Regions from separate parts of the Mus musculus genome. Here region 2 is linked to region 1. The links are chromatin contacts, called in public Micro-C maps. All regions are on one chromosome and are shown on one strand. Each heading gives the region's core, a stretch centred on a gene start, on an enhancer-like site or on the middle of the called end of the contact. The rest is flanking DNA. Distances are from core to core; before and after follow the strand shown.

Region 1 (7,413 bases), core at 201-2,700:
CAAGAGGCAAAGCCGTGATTGGTTCAGACACCTACACAGCCTGCTGCTGTGGTCAAAGAGGGAGTAGACTGTAAGGAACCCTCCCGCGCTACCTCCTGGGAAGAGTCTCTTGCCTACTTTAGTAGTGCGGGCTGCGGGGGTAACAAGGAGAAAGCAGACCCAGTCAAGGCTCAACAGTGGACGGCAGAATTGTAAAAGCAGACAGGCTGGCCATGGTCAAGAGCTAATGAATCCGCACTTCCAAGACCTGCACAAGAGCTGTATGTTTCTAAGGGCTGCTGCCAAGGGCTGAAGAAATCCAATACCTTGGCCTGCTGGGAAGCTCGCAGCCAAAAATGTCCTAAGAACTCCCGGAGGGCCAAGGGCCCTACACTCAAGAAACCTGCAATTACTGGTCTTGTCTGCCTACAGCCGGCACAGAAAAACACAGTCAGCAGAGATCAGCACTCCCAGAACTTTTTGTCTATCTATGATTTCTAGCTGGGCAAAGGAAAAGAAGTCCAGCTGTTTAGTAGCAAGAGGCTGCTATCATTGTATCCTTTACTGTATTAATTAGAAATGATGGCACAGAGATGTAGCCTCTTGTAAAGTCCCACAGCACACAGGGGGTTGAATTAGAACTATAAGCAGGAAGCTGGCCTCCCCGGCCAGAGCTCTGATTCTTTCCTTCTTAAACTCCTGGTCAAATGGAGTGACCACAGACGCCAGTGCTGTGCACTGTGGGTGACCCTGAGCAAGTACTTAGCACAGCACATGAACTATTATTACAGTTGACATTGAATAAGGACTTATATGTTATTCGGGTTTCGTTTTGCGTTAAGACCAGAGATATTTTATGTCGATGAAATAATACAACTACCCAAACCACCCAACGAAACCGGGTAGACTCTGGAGGAATACAAATCTATAGTAACTCATGCCGGTGAGCTCACCGCACAAGAGTTAACAGCGAGGCACGCTCTAAAGGATCCTCGCGTCCGAGCTGCAGGTCCCCAGGCCACAGGGAAGCACCATTTTCAGTCCGAACTCCCTCTGAGACGGTTCTGCCTGAAGCCTGCCCTTCGGATGGGGACCTGGCCTCCTTTTCAGGAGAGCGCGGCTCTTGCCATTTGAAGACGTTTAGTTTTTCAAAGTTGTTTTGCAGTCGCCAAGATGACCGATTACTGGCTTAAAAGTTGCTAAAATAATCCAGCCCGGTTCGTGACCCTGTAAACCCTGCCGGGGAAGGGCCCGCCTGCCTCCCCCAGTCCAGCGGTGAGCAAAGGCGGCCCGAGACTCCCGGCCCCGCCGCCCGTGGTGCTCGACCCTGATACCCGCCGCACGCCCGCCGCCCACCTGCCAGGGAAAGGAGGGCAGCGCGCGAGCCGCCAGGAAGCGGCGCTCGAAACTCTGCAGCAGAGACGTGGCCCCCTCGTGGTCCTCAGGCGCCATCGCGGGGCAGGGCCAGGGTTGCCTGGAAACGGGCGGAAGCGAGGCCTGAGACGGAGGAGGCGTGGCAACTAGGAGGTAAGATGTGGGCGGGGGCTAGTCTATGTTCCGGCCCAGGAGGCGGGGCAAGATGGTGCCCGCGGGGCGGGGAGTACGGTGGGGCAGGGTTAGAGGCGGACCGGGCCGGGTTGGGCCTGACTGGGGAGCGTTTTAAACAGTTCCTGGAGCTGGAGCTGGCAACTTGGAGGCGAAGCCTAGACTGGCTTGGGGGCGGGGCTCAGAGGGCGGTCCTTGGCAGGAACTGGGGGTTGGAAGGTGGGCCCGAGCGGGAATGGGGGTGGGGCTGAGATTGAGGTTGAGCAACTCTTAGCCGGTTGTCTTTGGGTGGTCTGGGGCGAGCTCAGATCAGCCGGGGGCGAGGCTAGGGTGGGTCTGCCCTCGAAGTAGCCGAGGAAGATTTTTGGAGGGGTCTAACCCCACCTGGGTGTTAGGAAGTGATACCTGGGATCCTTCAGCCTACCTGCGCACGCACACGCGCGAGTGCGCGCGTGTACACACACACATCCACGAAGCCAGGTCAGCATAGGGGACCAAGGAGTTGGTCTTTATTCCCTGAACTGGGTTCATTTAAATAAAATGAACTGAGATTGTTTCTGTGGGGTTTCATCTTTTAATTTCTTTACGTTATTTGTGTATATGTGTTCACACACACACACACATATAACAGTAACAGTATCTGCTCTGAAAATTAGTGCACAGAATTGCAGAGGCTTCCAGCAGGAGTTTTGTTTCATCTTGCAAGGAATAGAATCTGAACTAAGAGTGGGAGTTAGCTGCAGTGGGTGGCAGAGTATTCTGTTCAAAGTCCCTAGAGTTGAAAGGCAGGACACTGGCAAGCCACCCCTGTTGTCCTCCAAGTGTGCACTGTCATTCAAGGTGTAACAGTTCAGTTTAGCAAATGTCTCAAAATCTCCATTTGGAAGCTTCTAGAGCTAGCTTGTTAAATATACTTGCAGAATGTTGATGAAGGGGACAGATTGTATCCCATTACCTCCTTTAGACAAGAAATCCTGAGGTTTGTTTTGGAGAACAACAGAAGGGAATTAATTACAGTCAGGTCTGTGACCCTCCAAAAATCCAGGCCAGCATAGGGGACCAAGATGGGATTGGTCTTTTATTCCCTGAGCTGACTTGATTTAAATAAAATGAACTATGATTGTTTCTGTGGGATTTTGCCTTTTAATTTCTTTACATTGATTATTTGTGTATGTGTGTGTTTGTGATCCACCACACATAAATAGAAGTCAGAGGATGGCTTGAAGAAGTTGGTTCTTTCCTTCTACCATGTGGGTTGAACTCAAGCCATTTGGCAAGTGCCTATACCCACTGAGTTATTGAAGTAGCATTATTGGTTTGTTTTACAGTGTCTTGCTATGCAGACCTGGCTAGGTTGGTATTCTCTTTGTAGCCCGTCTTGGCCCGAACCTTGCAGTGATGCTCCTGCCTCAGCCTCCAAAGCACCCAGGCTTCTCGGTGTGTGCCGCCATGCTGGACTATTACTGTGACTCACATTGCATATTCCTCATGCTGCACTCACCCAAGGAGCATGGGACCTGGTGACTGAGGAAGGCTGGCTTAGAGTGGCCTCCGGGGCGCTCACTTGCCTGTGCCATTTTGATCAGTTCCCTGCCTGCAATTGGTGATACAAGAAATGGGAACCAGAGAGATACACTTGTACATCACTCATATTAGTGATTGATCACTGCTGCTACAGAACAAAAGAGCAGCAGTTGGCATCATAGTAGTACTACATGATGTATCCTAAAGTATTAGCCAGTGGAAGCTGGTCTAACCTTTTGATACCACAGACAAGAACAGTTTGAAAAAAGACCCTACGTGGGCTACAGAGCCATCTTATCTTGGAGTGCAACAAAAATCATGCATTTTAATTAGATCTGAATGTAGGAGGGACAAGTCACAGAGGGATCCTGTGTGTGTGTGTGTGTGTGTGTGTGTGTGTGTGTGTGTGTGTGTGTGTGTATGCGCCAGCGAGCGCGCACACAGTGCATCTCCATTACTGTTCCTGTTCCTCTCAGTTTTTTTGAGACAGGGCCTGGCATTGTTCCTGGATCCCACTGCTAGTCTGGCTGCTCCCTACAAATTAACACTGGTGTTACAAGTGTGGATGACTCTGGATGAATGGATTCAATTCCATTTCTCATACTTGTAAGGCAAGCCCTTTACCAACTGAACCCAATTCACCGAAGGACTTTTGAGAACCCAGGAACCTCACAGGCGTGATGTGTTCAGGTGTAAGAGTGCTGATTCCTGATGTCGATGTCTGATCTGAGTGTTTCTGCACCTTCATTGTAAGAGGCAGTAGTGCAGGGGCTACATTAAAGGCTCCCTGTAATCTAATAATAACCTAATGCATTTTAGCTATATGAAGCCATTGCCTTTTAGAAATTATGCTTTGGGTTTGGGAGTTCAATCAGCATGAAGAAGTTTTTTCCTCTATCTCTTCTCTGGCTAATGGTTTCTGTAAGAAAAAGGGCCAATTGATTTCTTCCTAGAATGTTGCTTCAGGGTGCAGTGACCTTTTATAGGTCATGTTTCAACTTATAGAAAAATTTTATAGCTCAAATATAAATTGCACCAAATGCAGACTCTATAATGGAATTTAAGGTTAAATAAAGTTTCAACCTTCCTCAGGCTGTTTCCAGCATCCAAGAAGCCCCGCAGCTTTGGAGACAGGTGCTATGTTAAAGTCTCAGCAGGGTCAAGTATAATGCATATAAGAAGACTGGTGTAATAATCCAACTACTGGGACACACAGAGGAACACCAAGGTTATATGAAGGTTTTGTGGTTTTGTTCTGTTGCTTTTGAGACAAGGTCTCATGCCTTCCAACTTCCAACAAGGTCTGCCTTCCAACTTGCTGTGTAGCCGAGGATAACCTGCCCCCACCTCCCAAAGTGCTAGGATTACAAGTACAGGCCATCATACTCTTTGGAAGCAGTGTTGGAGACTGAACCCAAGGCTTTAGGCATGCTAGGTAAGCACTCTACCTATTAAGCTACACTGTTAGCTCCAGACTGTAGAATATTTGTGTTCGTGATGGGACCAGTATTAAGGATTGAAGTGTCTTCTCTGCAGAGTTAGGCTGGAATTCCTAACCCCTGGCTCCTGGGAGTGAGCATAGATTTTGGAAGTGGAGTGGCTGCAGATGTTATCAACCCCTGCTTGGTTTGAAGTGGGTGAAATGGGTCCACTTCTAGTCTGAACCTTTGAGGTAGAAAGACACACACCTTTGATTTGGATCTTGAGGCAGGAGGATACATGCTTTATCTGGGCCATACCTGCTGCTGGAAGATTATATAAGGATATAGAAATAAAAAGCTTTGTTTGGCTGGCGAGATGGCTCAGTGGTTAAGAGTGCTGACTGCTCTTCCAAAGGTCCTGAGTTCAAATCCCAGCAACCACATGGTGGCTCACAACCATTCATAACGAAATCTGATGCCCTCTTCTGGAGTGTCTGAAGACAGCTACAGTGTACTTACATATAATAAATAAAATAAAATAAAATAAAATAAAATAAGAAAAGCCTTTGTTCTTTTGCTTGCTTACCTGTGGATTTTTCAGCCAATCTGTACAGATCTTGTCTGCTAGCCCTGGGATCTAAGGAGCTGAAGGAATGGGGCAGACTACAGCCTGGTGCTGGAGAAAGCCTGACTTCAGTGTCAGTGTGCTTTTATATGGGACTGTCACAACAAGAGCAGCGATCCAGGCAAGGTTGCTTGAGTTCAGAAAAACATGTAAATAAACACAAGCAAGCGCGCACTAAAGATTAACAGAACTTTCTCAGAACAGACAAACTTAAACACAACTCATGTTGTCAGGCTTAGGGGCAAGTGCCTTTACTACTGAGCGATCTTTCTTTTTTTTTTTTTTTAGATTTATTTATTTATTTATTATATGTAAGTACACTGTAGCTGTCTTCAGACACACCAGAAGATCTCATTACAGATGGTTGTGAGCCACCATGTGGTTGCTGGGATTTGAACTCAGGACCTTCGGAAGAACAGTCAGTGCTCTTAACCTCTGAGCCACCTCTCCAGCCCCTGAGCTATCTTTCTAGGCTTAAATTTTATTTTTATAACAGCTGTGTGAGTGTGTCTGTGTGTGTCTGTGTGTGTGAGTGCACACGCATGCGTGTGGGTGAATGGAGGACAGAGAACAACTCTCAGGAGTCTATTCTCTCCTTCCACCATGGGTGCTAGGTACAAATTTTTTTTTTCAAGACAGGGTTTCTCTGTGTAGCCCTGGATGTCTTGTAGGTACAAACTCTTAGCAGACGTGTAGCCTAAGCACTTTTACTCCCCCATCCATCTAGTTGGCCCAACTGTACTTTTCTTTATTTTGTCTCATGGGAATTTAGAAACTATTCTGCTGTGTAGGTTCTGTAGGCTGGGCTTCTGGGTGGATATGCACACTCCTTAAGTAACTGTTTTATTGAGGAACCAAGATTCTTCACAGTGCAATTTTTTGTTTGTTTTGTTTTGTTTTATTTCGAGACAGAGTTTCTCTGTGTAGCCCTGGCTGTCCTGGAACTCACTCTGTAGACCAGGCTGGCCCGAAACTCAGAAATCTGCCTGCCTCTGCCTCCCAAGTGCTGGGATTAAAGGCGTGCACCACCACCCCTGGCTCAAATTATTTTTAAAAATTTCACTAATACTTTTACAATTTTCAGAAGTAAGTCCTCTCCTTCTACCATGTGAGCATTGTGGAGGGCAGAATCGGATCTCATGTGTTTTCTGGATCACGTCTCCACTTTAATTTTTGAGACAGTGTCTCTCATTGAACCTGGAACTTGTTATATTGGCTTGTCTGGCTAGCTGGCCAGTGAGGCCTCAAGATTTTCCCATACCTCACCCCAAGTGCCAGAGCTGTAGGAGTGCACCATCATGCTTGACGTCTTTCATGAATGTTAGGGATTTGAACTCACATCCTCATGCTTGCACAGCTAGTGCTTTACCCAAGGAGCCACCTTCCAAGACTCTGCCTTTATTACCTTGAATGCTTTGTTTATTTTACATTATGGTTGATGGTTTTATTTACTTCCCCCCTGCCCCTCCTGCTTCTCTTTTTACTTACATTGTCATGATCTTGCAGAACACCTTTGTGCTTGACAGGAAACTCTGGTTAGGACAAGTGCTGGTCACCATCACTTGGGATACACAGTGACAATAACCCCCAGATAGTTAGTTACAGTGGCCCAGGGAAACCAGAATGATGTGTCCAGAGCCGATTACGAGTCCCTGCAGACTGAGGATAATTAAATCTTGTTCACAGAGCTAGCTGCACGCTCCACTTGCTAACAAGCTAGATGGATGTCAAGATCAGGTTGTGATAAGAAGCCATAACTTTGAGGTCTTTGGAGTTCTCAGCAAAATCTTAAGCATAGTCTATGCCCACCCATGATGTTCTTTTCAGATGCCCACAGGTGTCCTGAGGGGACTTTAGAGGAGGAAGTATCCAACCAAGGAGGCCATGTTCTCCATGGTGAAGCTCAACTCTGCGAGGTGACGTTGCCTCAGATATCAACTTCACCCTGTGGAAGGGACGCTTGGCTACTTGTTGCTCACCATTGTCCAGTAGGATGCGGAGAGGACCGTGTGTTTCTTAGTAGCCTGGCTACATCAGGCTATCACACTGCGTAATGGAGGGCTTCGGGGTTAATGTGATTACCTCTCCATTCCCTCTTCTTTAAATGCAAATTTAAGGTTAGCACTTAGAGTCCTGGGCTTCCTCGTGGCCTTTTCACACACAGGTGTCAGTACAGTGTGTGGTGGTTCATTCCTCTTCCAGTGTATCTGTTCTCTCTCATTCAGTTCACAAGTATTTGAGTGCATATGATAGATGTATCCATACATAGTGAAAGATCCTGACAGAATGTAAAAGGTCACAGAAGCCCCGAAATTGGCA
Region 2 (7,109 bases), core at 123-2,622, 3.4 Mb after region 1:
CCTCCTCCATGCAGTGGGCCCCTGCAACCTTGGCACGACTCGAAGGAGGAAAGCCTGGAAGAGAGAGGTTCATTTCAGAAGTCACCCATGCTAATCACACAATGAACAAGACAAAGCATCTCCCAGAAGGGCTTCAACCGCTCCTGGAAAGTCACCATGACTTCCAGAGGAAAGTGATAAAGCCAGACACTTAATTTTTTTTTTTTTTTGGTGGAATTCTATTCTAAATAGGTACCTTCTCCCATTTTTACAACTAAACAAACAAAACCCTAGTCGCAGTTAGTGAGATAGCCCATCTAGTACAGGTGCTTGGTACCAAACCGGGTAACTTGAATTTGATCCCTCAGGCCAACACGGTGAAGGAAGAGAAATTACTCACGCAGTACGTCCTGGAGCCCCGTATGCCAAAGCACAAGCATATGCACACAAACTAAACACACAAGATTAAAACAAAACAACAAAAACATTTTTAAGAACCTAAGCCCTCCCCCACCCCACCTCACAGCCCCAAGTACAGGGAAACACGGGCAGTCTGGAGCTCGGACGGGCCCTTCCTCCTAGGCAGGTCTAAATGAACATAGAAAACCTGTCGTTTCAGCTATTCACTAGAGACCGGGCAACAGCGGACTTGAAGGACCGCCCTTCCTTAAGGGGTAAATCAATCGGTGTCAGAACCCCACACAACAAAGCCGTGGGGTACTTATCACAGGACCTCTGCAGTTCTCCGAGTGCCTTGCGCGGCCAGAGAACCTCTTTGTATCATTAACCTGTCTGGGAAGGAAGCAGAGACGTGAGGCACGGAGGCCCTCAACACACTGCCTGTGGTTCTCTGGAGTGAGCAGATTCTGGGCTTTGGAGTCAAGAGGACACTAGCTGTGCATCCTTCTTCACCCTTCCAAAGAAAACCTCAGAATACGCTGAGGGAGACACGGCTCTTAAGCTCTGAACCGGGTGTGTACGTACGAAGTGGCAGCGACGCAGACCGTCCACGTGACCCAAGGGCCCGGGACAAAGCAGGAAAACAGCCCAAGCTAATAGACTCTGGCCTTCCACTGGCCGGTTTCCCGAATGGTCAGCCCAGGCGTCCTGCCTGCCAGTCCTAGACCCGACCGGGGACGGGGAGCGCGTTCCCTCCTGACATTCCTACCATGAGCCCGCCGCCTGCTACAGGACGCACGCTGTACTTGTCACCGGAAAGTTGAAGGGCGCATGCGCGGGCGGTTAAAAACCCGCATGCGCTAATTCAAAAAAAAAAAAAAAAATTACTATGGCTTGGGAACTGTAGTTCAAATTTTGTAACCGCCACCGGTGTTCTGTGAACCATTAGGGAATCTTCCCATGGTGCCTTGGAACTCCAGGGCTCGGAGCGGACCCGGAAGTTCCGGGTAGAGTTCCGGGTAGAGTTCCTGGTGCGGTCGAGGTTTCTGACTGGAGAAATGGCCACTCTCTGTCTCTTCGACATGGATGGGACCCTGACTGCCCCGCGGCAGGTAGGCGGCGCCCGGGAGGCTCGCGGTGGTGGAGCAGAGCCCTTGCTGCCCTAGACCGCGGTAACGACTGTCCGGGAACCAGGAGACGCGAGTCCTGAGCGGGGTCCTGAGTGGGGTGCGCAGGGAGGGGGCCCCCAAAAAACCTTCCGAGTAGGAAACGTGTTCAGAGTCTGAAAGTTCGGGCCTGAGTTTCTTCTCGGGCCCTCGGGGCTGGTGACCTGGCTTGAACTCCAGCCTCGGCCCTCTGACCTGCTGTTTCGCCTCCCCAGCCCTGTCACCTTTGGCTGTCTCTTCTAATATACCAAAGGCAGGTTCTCAGTCGTCTGACCTTCAGCAAATCTTTCTCGGAGCCCTTGAAGCCACTTTAACTGGGGCATTGCCTGTTGCTTGGGATGTTTTGGTGAGGATCACTGAAATTCATGACAGTTCCTCGCCAGATCAGGCCTCAAAAGTGAGCCCCTGCAGCAATGGGGACCCAGGTAGTAATAGGCTGTTTGCTGAAAGGATCAAGGATCCAATGGGACTTTGTTCCGCTAACAGATTTTGCTGTTAGGGCCAAAGATAAGTTTGTGTGGTTTCGTTGTGGTGATGACATTCTTTCTGCCTCCTATACACAAATTCGTGGTTGAGCAGAAATCACTCAAACTTGACACTGGGCTTAAATAGCTTGGGTGTCTCTGCCCCACTCCTTTTAGATTTCGTGGACTGTTCCAGAAGCCCATGTTAAGTGTGTGTAACCTTAGATATGTGAGTCTTATCTTTTTAATTTTTTTATTCCTTTGCAATTACATGTGTACAGTGTATCTGATCATATTCACCCCCAACCTTCCTGTGCTCCCTCTGGGGAACACCTACTCACACATCCCTCTTCCATTTTCATGTCCTTTTTAAAATTCTTATTTTAATACCTCACTAAGTCCAGTTAGTGCTACACACTAACACACCCCAAGTGATGGGCAACATATCACCCATGCTGGAATGTTAACTGACTTGATCTTGTGCAGGGAACCACAGTTGCTGAATTCATGCAGGCAACAGCCATATAATGTCCAGAAGACAGCATTTCATTCGCCACGCTCCTCCCCGTCCTCTGGCTCTTACATTCTTTCTGTCCCCTGAGCCTGGACAGGGTTGATAAAGGGCACTTATTCTTAGCACTTTGTCCAGGTATGCGTCTGCATTGACCACTGCCACTACAAAGAGAAACTTTTCTTACCAGGCTTGAGAGTGGCATTAATCTATGGATATAAACATAAATATTTAGAAGGCAATTTGACAAGATTTCCATTTAACAAAAAGAACACTAGTAGGTTTCCCCATAGTGCCTGTGAGCTCCTGAGTCATAGCTTTTGACCAAGTACTTTACCAGGCTGTGGAATAGATCTTTGTGTTTTGTTTTTTTCGAGACAGGGTTTCTCTGTATAGTCCTGGCTGTCCTGGAACTCACTCTGTAGACCAGGCTGGCCTCGAACTCAGAAATCCGCCTGTCTCTGCCTCCCGAGTGCTGGGATTAAAGGCGTGTGCCACCACTGCCCTGCTGGTTTTTTGTTTTTTCAAGGCAGGGATTCTTGGTGTAGCTTTGCCTGTCCTTGAATTATCTCTGTAGACCATGCTGGCCTCGAACTCATGGAGATCCCCCTGCCTCTGCCTCTGCCTTCTGAGTGCTGAGAATAAAGGCATTTACTGTCCAGCTGCTACCATTCTACCATAAGGAAACTGAAGTAAAACTATTAAGACGTGGCACCTCCGTTTCTTACGGCAGCTGTGCTTCAAGGACCTAAGCTCCAGGGCACTGTTGACGGTCTTGTTTGTCATTTCCTTTTCCTGTGCAAGGGTGGAGACCACTCCAGGTACTAGATAAGCTACTGGGAAAGTGCTTCCGTGTCCCTAGCTAAATGGCAGTAGATGGACATGAAGTATAAGATAGAGAAGGAGCCAGGTGATCCAGATGTGCTTTCAACCCTTAGAACACCATGCGGGCAGTGATCACAAGCAATTGTAACAATAAGAGAAAAGTAATTTAGAAGAGAAGTTTCCTGTATGTTGGGTTCTGCAATTAAAATATTCTAGCAACAGATCTATGTATCATCCGCCTTCCCTGTCTCATCTGTGTGCGTTATCAAACATCACTAATCACAGTGCAATCTGGAAGAGGAAGAACAGGTTATCTTTTATTGTGGTTGTTGTAACAGGATATGGCCTCTGTAGGCTCCACGTGATTAGCACGGACCCAGAGGTTTGCACATTTCCCTGTTTGTATAGAAGTCTGTCTTCCTGGGTGCTTTCTTCCCTACCCCGTAACTTGAGATAAGATTCAGAACAAAAGAAGACAAATGGATTCAGGCCCTAACAGCTTCATGAATCATTTTCCAACTGTGGCATCCTGGAAAATCTCACAGAGATCATTGACAAAAATAATGAACAGAGAAGCCCAGTCCCTGTCACTGTGTGTTTGCTCTTGTTGAGTGACTTTAAACCAGGGTCACTGAGCTACTTCACCCCTTTCCTCTCAGCATGAAGGTCAAGGGTACCGCCCTTCAATGCTCAGAGTCACATCTCACTAGTATTCTATTACCATAGTGCAGAGTTGGCATACTCTTCTGTACAAGGCAGAAGCGCGCGCGCACACACACACACGCACACACACACACACATTTATTTGTTGGTTGTGGAGATCGAGCCCAACAGCTTGAACAAGCTAGGAAAGCACTCCTGCTAAGCTAGCCCCCAGGCCCAGAGAGTCAGTATGTTGAGGTTTGCAGGCCACATAGTCTCTGTCACAGCTATTTAACTCTCTGTGGGACAGAAGCCACAGGAACACCGACATAGAGCGTCAGTGTTCTGCTCCAGTAATACTTAGTTATTGGTCTAATGGCACACAGGTCTGTTTGATGCCTCCTGGAATCCACAGCTGTTGCCACCTCTGAAATACCTTCCATAATTCTTTTTCTTTCACCTCAATTCCATTTTTCAGGTGTTAACCTGCTTATTATATTGTTTTATAATTCTCAGGATTGGTTGTCTGTTTCACTTTTGAAATCAGCTGGTAAGCATGAGCATCAAAGGTATTTTCACAACCTCTTCACTTTGGCGATATTTAAGCTGAGAAAAAAGCTACAGAAAGAGCTCAGGTGGGCACAGAGCTAAGGAAATTGTCCTGTGAATTGAGAGGATACAGCAGGATGTGTCACGTTGGCTGACCACAGTGCCATGTGGCTCATCAGCGTGCAAAGCTTGAGTTGCCCTTCTGCTGAAGGTGGGACTGCTTTGCTGTGGTTAGAATTCCATTTCTTTAATTTTGTAGTCTTCCCTATCAACCATTCTGATGTAGCAAACCACTTGGGGATTAATTCAGTGGCCCAAAGAGACAACTAGCAAAGTTCTAGTTCTTTTTTAGTAAGTCAGTATTTCTCTGTCAAAAGTTGAGAGGAAAGCCAAGTATGGTGTTGCATACATTTAATCCCAGCACTTGGGAGGCAGAGGCAGGTGGATCTCTATGAGTTCAAAGCAAACCTGGTCTATAAAGTGAGTTTTAGGACAATCAGAGCTGTTACACAGAGAAACCTTGTCTCAAAAACAAACAAACAAACAAACAAGAAGTTGGGGAAATGTGGCTGGGGCTGCATCTCAGTGGTGGGGTGTTTGCCTAGAATGCAGAAGGCTGCACTGACTCCTCAGCACCCATAAAACCAAATCAACAAAAAGTATAAAAGATGCATCCTAAGGCCCTGCTGTAGGCTTACCTCCTGCAGCAGTGAAACACCTAACCAAAAGGTAACTTGGGGAGAAAAGGGTTTATTTTGCTAACAGTTCCATATCTCTGTTCCTTATCAAAAGCAGTGAGGGTAGGAATGTGGAGGCAGGAACTGATACAGAAGCCCTAGACGGTTGCTGCTTACTAGCGTGCTCCACGCTTTGCCTGCTTTCTTATAGAACCTACAACCACCAACCCAGGGACGGCCCCACCCACAAAGAACTGGGCCCTCTCCCGTCAATCACTAATTAAGAAAATGCTCTACAGGCTGGCCCACAGCCCGATCTTATGCATGCATTTTCTCAGTTGAGATTTCTTCCTCTCAGATGACTGGCTGTGGTTTGTGCCTAGTTGACATAAATCTAGCCAGCACAGACCCCTAGTTGTTTGTTTGTCTGTTAAAAGACATTTTTAGGAAATCCAAGTAGCCTTGAATTCCTGATCTTCCTGCTCCCATTTCCCAAACACTGGTATTGCAGGCTTGTGACACCTTTAAAAAACAAACGATTATGGGGCTGGAGAGATGGTGCTGTGGTTAAAAGCACTGGCTGCTCTTCCAGAGGACCCAGCATCCACAAAGTAGCTACAACCATATGTAACTCTGGTTCCAGATGATCTGGTGCCCACTTCTGCCCTCAGGCAACTGCATGCATGTGGTATACAGACATATATTCAAAGAAAACCAACAAAAAAGAATAAGCTAAATCTATGTATAAAAAGGTCACCACAACACAGAATAAAAAAAGCAAGTCATAACCCAGGACAGAATAGCTCCATAACCATACATTATCTGCTCCTGTGGGGACAGAGGGATAACAGACTGACAGGTACCTGGAACAAAGGAGCGTGGTACTGCTACCCCCAAGATGGGGGTGTTCTTTAGCCAGGAGTTCAAGGTTAGCCCAGGCAGTATAACACAACCCAAACTCAAAAGAAAACGAACACACAAGAAAGTGGGGAAAGGGGAAAAAAAAACAAAAAAGGTTAATAGCCCCAAATAATAACTAAATATTTAAATTTTTCTACAGGCCTAGTAATACCGCTGGGCTTGTGTGAGGCAAATTAGCTTGCTGATTCAGGGTAGGCTGGATTAGTTTGCAGTTTTCATTTGATTATGTGACTCAAAATCTTCCTGTTTTCCTTCCTGATATGTAGAAAATTACAGAAGAAATGGATGGCTTTCTACAAAAATTGAGGCAGAAGACCAAAATTGGAGTGGTAGGTGGGTCAGATTTTGAGAAACTGCAAGAGCAACTGGGAAATGATGGTAAGTGCTGACTGTACTCCGGCCCACGACTAATGCTGAGGATACTGAGACCTGCCACCATCACCCATGGAGCACACTTTCTGCCTTCTCTGGGAAAACATTTTCTTTGCCCTTATTTGGCCTTTGCTTTAGTCATATAAAAGTAAGTTCTGTGATCTCTGACAGACCCTTCCCTCAGGTGTACAGATAGACTCTCCCTGCCGTGTGTGCATGCCTGTGTCTGTGCTTGCGGAACCTTGTCACTTCTCTGTCACTTCAGCCCAGGCCCCACCTCCTGGCTGTCACCCCCCCCACACACACACTCAGATAAGGAGATACCTCTGGTCTCAGTACATTGTCCCTGTTGCTCTGACCCGGTGTATTCCAGGGTTCCCTAGTCATGAGAGGCACTAGATTCCCCTAGCACCAGTCTTCACACACAGGACTGGCAAGCTAGAGAACCTTTGAGATAGGGTGTAATTCTGTAGCCCAGGCTGGGCTCAAACTCATCTCCTGTCTCCACTTCCCGGGTGCTGGAGTGACAGGCATTAGCTGGAGAGTCTTCTGGCCTCTTTCTTGGAGATGGTGAAACAGTGGGTCTCTAGGACCTGGATATCAT

The links. A called contact is a pair of places that touch in the nucleus more often than the background predicts.
Region 2: a contact with region 1 is called in a Micro-C map of the G1E-ER4 cell line, with 5 times the contacts expected there. The contact joins the promoter of Tmem186 here to the promoter of Eef2kmt in region 1. A contact is called at or near these places in 3 of 39 promoter capture datasets (cranial neural crest, maxillary cranial neural crest and second pharyngeal arch cranial neural crest) and 1 of 484 Hi-C or Micro-C datasets (the G1E-ER4 cell line).

Annotation. Positions count from the first base shown.
Region 1 is chr16:5,254,506-5,261,918 of GRCm38.p6, forward strand. It overlaps Eef2kmt (eukaryotic elongation factor 2 lysine methyltransferase), which reads right to left and starts at 1,451. Exons shown (of 8, transcript NM_027446.2): 1 at 1,336-1,451. The coding sequence starts at 1,431. It overlaps Gm15983 (a long non-coding RNA gene), which reads left to right and starts at 1,458. Exons shown (of 3, transcript XR_003951974.1): 1 at 1,458-1,506.
Region 2 is chr16:8,636,339-8,643,447 of GRCm38.p6, forward strand. It overlaps Tmem186 (transmembrane protein 186), which reads right to left and starts at 1,373. Exons shown (of 2, transcript NM_025708.5): 1 at 1,148-1,373; 2 at 1-54. The coding sequence starts at 1,150. Pmm2 (phosphomannomutase 2) reads left to right here and starts at 1,369. Exons shown (of 9, transcript NM_016881.3): 1 at 1,369-1,490; 2 at 6,400-6,511. The coding sequence starts at 1,437.